2 separate regions of the Larimichthys crocea genome follow, and region 1 is linked to region 2. Evidence: chromatin contacts called from public Hi-C data. All regions are on one chromosome and are shown on one strand. The core of a region is the stretch at or near the end of the contact, and the rest is flanking DNA. Distances in the headings are between cores, read along the strand shown.

Region 1 (2,700 bases), core at 30-2,529, 270 kb before region 2:
CTGCTGTATATAACTCTTATGCTGTCATTGAAGAAAAAAGAAGGTTAATGGTTTGGCTTTCAAAATAAATATCTCACCACCTCATTTTACTATTTTATCTTTGTCCTCAAAATGATGAATAATGTTGTTAACTTTTGACCTAAACATCAGTTCATAAAATCACTTTTTTTTCTTTCTTTCTTTTTTTTTTTTAACTTTTGTCAAGTGAAATCAATTCTTCATTCCACAATTGATTCTCTAGAAATATGAGTTTTTATTCATTTGAGTAAAAACATATAACAGTAGCAAACAAGGGATAGGAAGATTGCATCGGTATTGCATTGTGGCTCTGAAGGAAACAACTCAGTTAATTATTGGATACATCTAAAGGGACATAGTGAGAAGTTTTGGAGAGTTGCTGGGAAAGGGGGAAAGAGCAGAAAACAAGTTTTGGGTGGGTTGGGGAGCGTGTAGCAGAACAACTAAAGGTACATCAGACAGAATTTGGTCGAACTGTTCTGTGGACTCCGAGACCAGAGTGGATGACACAAGAAGCATGTGTAGACTTGGAGATGTGGAATATTAGGGGAGAAATGAAACAGCAGAACTAGTCCAGGAGTTTTATATAGAGACAGAAATTATGTGGAGTATATTGACATTTATACAGATGGGTCAAAAGAGCCAGTAACAGAACGAAGGGGGGCAGCAGTGGTGATTCCCAGTCATCAGATTACAGTTTCAAAGTGAGCATCAAACTTTTTAAGTGTATTTGCAGTATAATTATGTGCAATATTGTTGGCATTAGAATGGGTGGAAGACATTACAGGCAGAAAAATAGTCATCTGAAGTGAGTTAAGCATCTAAACTGGATCAGTCAGCACACCAGGAGTAAGAAATAGTTTTCATGTGGATTCCAGCACATATAGAAATTCAAGGAAATGGAAAAGGGAAGCAAGATTGCAAAGAAAAGAGGAGGTGGGAGGAAATCAGAGGGAGGAAAAACAGAGTTTTTTAATTAAGCAGTGGCAACAATACTGTGAGAATCAGACAAAAGGGAGAGAGACATCTACATAAAATACAAAACGAAGTAGGAGAGGTAGGATGCAGTGGAGATAGCAGGATAGAAATAAGTAAGTAAGAAAGTAAGTAATTATGGGTAGAATAATAACAGGACACGGCAATTTGAACAGTACACTTTTTATTATAAATGCACACAATTCTTTGCAAACATCCAATTGGGCAATGTAGCTGCGGAGGAAGGGAAACAGTGGAACATGTAAGAGATTAAGAAAAAAAGTGTGAAATCTAGGTAGGGAAGATGTATTCTGAGATATTTGAGATCTCAACTGGAGTAATTAAAAGAATATAATGAAGCAGTGAAGACCAGGGGGTGGCAGTAAATGCAACGACACGGAGGACAGCTGCAGTTTAAAACCCAAAGAAGGAGAAGAAGATGGCATCCACCGACCAACCTGATCCACCAACACAGGTTTATGCAACTACAACTTTCACCTTTTAATGTCCACACATGACAGTGACCTCCCGGAGCGTGTTTCTGTCTCCAGACCCTCGGATGAAACCATTTCACTTAAAGTTATTGTTGTAGCCCGGCTAGCGGAGGGTTAGCATGCCTGCTAGTTAGCACGCTAGTTAGCTCCTGGCTGTTTCCAAAGTTTCCTCTCAGACATCGTGTCGTTCAGACACGAAAGGCCAAGCTGACACTCCTGTGCTTTACCACACGTTGCCAGAACTCGGCTGTGGCTTGTTACCTACTAAATGACCAAATGTGCGTGCTTCTCTCTGACCATGAAGCCTCGTCTCTGTCTTGTTGTGCACAGTTCATGGTGAAATGTAGAAAGGTCACGGCTAGCCAAACAAGCCTGGCTGTTGTTGACAAGCATAGAAAGTTATGCTTCATATAGCTCGACACCTCTGCTACATGTGCGCTACATTTACATTTACGTGCATACAAACTGTGCTGAGCAGAGTTAAAGCTGCATGGGACAGACATGAATCATTCAGAGGTGAACCTAGTGTCAAATAAACACAGAGACAGGTGGAGCAGGAAACAAAGTTGAGGAGCTGAATTCATGCTTCACATGCATGATAAACATTTACAAAACATTTTACTAACTACCTGCCTAACAATAGTGCATGAGCAATATATATATCTTTCCAAAAATATCTATACCTTTTTTATAATGCATGTATCCATTGTGTGTTGCTATTTCCTTTACTGTTAATCTCAAATTGGGCTGAAGAGAGCTAGACTAATGCAGTGCATATGGCCAGTTTCAGTGTGATCTCACATTTACATAACTAGTTTTAGTTGCATGCAGGAAATGATCATGGACTTGTCCAGACTGACAAGTTGCTAGAGGTTTGAGGCTTTCAAATATAAGATGTACCTCAAGTGTTGAATTAATTTCAGTAGCATGAGTCTGTGAGGTTGATAGATGAATAACAATATATTTAGATGGATAGATTTGCTCACTGTAAATGCTATCCCAACCTTGCTGTATTAAATCCACAGAGCCTCTGTCCTCCACTAGATGGCGCTCTAACACAAGTGTTTGTTTATCTTCTCAGCCTGGCCTTCTACCTGGAGATGATGCAGCAGCTCCCCCCAGAGAAGCACTGGTAAGGATCCAGTATTTAATACAAATGACTTGACTGATAAGGTAATATGCACTGGAATAACAAAGGAAGTTAAGTACGCCC
Region 2 (2,700 bases), core at 64-2,563:
ATCACATATTGTAGATTTACCTGTTAATGTTGTGGTTGGGGCATCAATCCATTCTCTTTTCTGAATGGAAAACACATTCCTTGTGACAAAACACTGTAAAAGACTGTAGAAAAGAATACAAAATTTAGCTTATATTTGGAAAACAGTGAAAATACTTTATGTACAAGTTTATTCTACTCACATAGCTCTTAGTAGGATGCCAAATCTTATCTGACCCATGCCTCTTCCACTGATGACAACACCCGTGTGCGCTCTGACCCTAACCTATTTGTAGGTACAGTTAGAGGGATGATGTCACTGGGGAGGGGAAAAAAACAAAACAGGTGTGTTTGCTTTGACACGTTAAAAACAAGTGACAAAAAAGGTCACAAAGAATGATCACTGTCTCCAGTATGTGTGACAAAAAGGGTTTAAGGTAGGTGTAGAGCCTCTAATTTGTCAAGGCTTTCTTCATAAAATAATTTTTGATGATTTCAACCCAGTTTGCTTCATTTATTTCATCTTAAGTAGCTTTAATAATTTAATAATGATCTCATGCCATGCCACAGTATCCTGACATATTTTTTTTGGAAATGTAGGGGTCTCCACTAAAATTTTAAATAAAAATTTAGCTTATAGGCATTGTTATAAAGTTGATAACAATAAGGAATAATACAAGTTTACTCTTGTAATAGCAAAGTATAAGAAAGTTTATGTTTATCAGTTAGTATGCAAAAATAAATAATAGTCGAGGGTTTGAACAATTTGTACAAAATATGTGTGTCAATGTAAAATAAAAAGACAAAAATATAGAATATAATATAAACTAAACTAATATACTACAGAGAGAAAACCATAAAGAGACTGATCGATAAAGGTACTACTTTATCTATCAAGAATAAATCACATTGTCACAATTATTTCATGAGGTAAAGAGGTAAAAAAATATATTTGATTCCAATTGTATGGGCAACAGTATTAAATACATATATTATATAAATATATATTATAATATTTATTTAATATAAATATATTAATACGTTATATTTATTTCATATAATGTGTAAAATCTATCTATATTAATCATGTTGTGTTTATACAGTGTTTATACAGTGTATTAAACACAATATAATTAATTATATTTTTAATATTATTTCTCAGTGCGCACCTTTTGTTTGGGCTTTTAAGGTGAACCGTTATGTCTCGACTTCAAAGGGTGAATAAGGAGCTTCAAACTTTGCTAGTTGCAAGTTTTCAAACACGACACGACGAATAAAGTTAACCACATACCGTTTACGCTATTTTTATGACAAGTTAAGCCACGGCCGGTGATCTAAAGTCTAATCTAGTCTTTAAACGTGTTCAACTTTAACTTTTGGCACCCCCACAAAAACTAACAGTGCGCCCTCCCAACCAGATGATGTCATCCCTTGAAGAGGCGCAGCCATTTTGTTAGCTAGCCTGAGGTTGCAGAGGTGAGCCCCGCACGGCTGCACAGATTATCCTAGTTTGACCATTTCGTGTCTAAATTTCAAGGGATAAGGTCGCTTGTCGATTTTGCTATTTGCGTAAGTTTTCCGGCAACGCGCCCGTAGACGAGAGGAGCCCTCGCGTGTCTGTTGTCAATGAACACAGCGCGAAACTGTGTGGTCATTCATTTTTCAGGCTGTCTCGAGTTTGCTAGCTCGTTAGCTGGCGGGCTAACTTGTTTACGCGTGCCGCGAGCGGAGAAGAGCACACATCCATGACCGCGAGCCTTTTAGCTGCTGGAGACTTGTTGTAGAGTTGTCGGGGAGTGAGCACACAGCTTGTTTATCTGCCCTTGCATTACAGTTGCGTCACCCAGCTAACTGAAGTAACTTCAGCCAGGATCGCCGCCGCTAACTCGTGTGCATCGTGTTTACCCGTAACCCGAGCTCCGTCAGCTCACTGCACTCGGGCCAGAGCTGCTCAGCCCCCCTCCCCCTTCAGAGACCATGTCGGAGTTGTACATTCGTGTGGCTGAGGATGAAAGCGAAGAGCCGATGGAGATCCCCTCGGAGGACGACGGCACTGTTCTGCTGTCGTCGGTAGCGGCACAGTTTCCAGGGGCGTGCGGGCTGCGGTACCGGAACCTGGAGTCCCAGTGCATGAGGGGGGTCCGGCTCGTGGAGGGTGTCCTGCATGCACCCGAGAACGACTGGGGCAACTTGGTCTATGTGGTCAATTACCCCAAAGGTGAGGCAGGTGGTGGGTGCTACGTGACTTGAACTGTTCCCATCTTTCATAATATGTGATATTATTCCCCAAAAATATGAGGTAAACACCTAGGTACACCGAGCTAACTAATGCTAATGCTATCTAATGATGCTTTATTCTTTGTCCTCACTGCTGCCTGTCAGCCCTGTCCAAGTGTTTCTAATCACAAAAGCTTATTTATTGCCAACCAAGTATAGAAATAATAGTAGAAGATGTAAATAAATGTACAATATGTTTAGTCAAATCTTTGGTTATAAATGTAAAATATTGGGATAACTCTCAGTATAGTGCAAAACAATTCAACAGCACCACAGATGCCTCCAAAATTGAATGAGTACTTTTGTGTTGCTTGTTGTGTTATGCTGCATTCATTTCAGCTGGATGTATGTCATAAATTTGCCACATTAAGAGACGTTCCTGTTTTTAATATGACAGTGCCCCCGTGCACGAAGCCGGCTACATTTAAAAAAGTGTTTTTTGAGT

Evidence for each region. A called contact is a pair of places that touch in the nucleus more often than the background predicts.
Region 1: a Hi-C map of muscle shows a contact between it and region 2, with 5 times the contacts expected there. The contact joins the promoter of pex14 here to the promoter of ciroz in region 2. A contact is called at or near these places in 3 of 7 Hi-C or Micro-C datasets (all in muscle).

What each region holds. Positions count from the first base shown.
Region 1 is chrXV:18,757,235-18,759,934 of L_crocea_2.0, reverse strand. It overlaps pex14 (peroxisomal biogenesis factor 14), which reads left to right and starts at 1,279. Exons shown (of 10, transcript XM_019254445.2): 1 at 1,279-1,468; 2 at 2,569-2,619. The coding sequence starts at 1,433.
Region 2 is chrXV:18,487,902-18,490,601 of L_crocea_2.0, reverse strand. It overlaps ciroz (ciliated left-right organizer protein containing ZP-N domains), which reads right to left and starts at 1,313. Exons shown (of 12, transcript XM_019254443.2): 1 at 1,148-1,313; 2 at 182-297; 3 at 21-103. The coding sequence starts at 219. It overlaps tardbpa (TAR DNA binding protein a), which reads left to right and starts at 1,444. Exons shown (of 7, transcript XR_002041567.2): 1 at 1,444-2,196.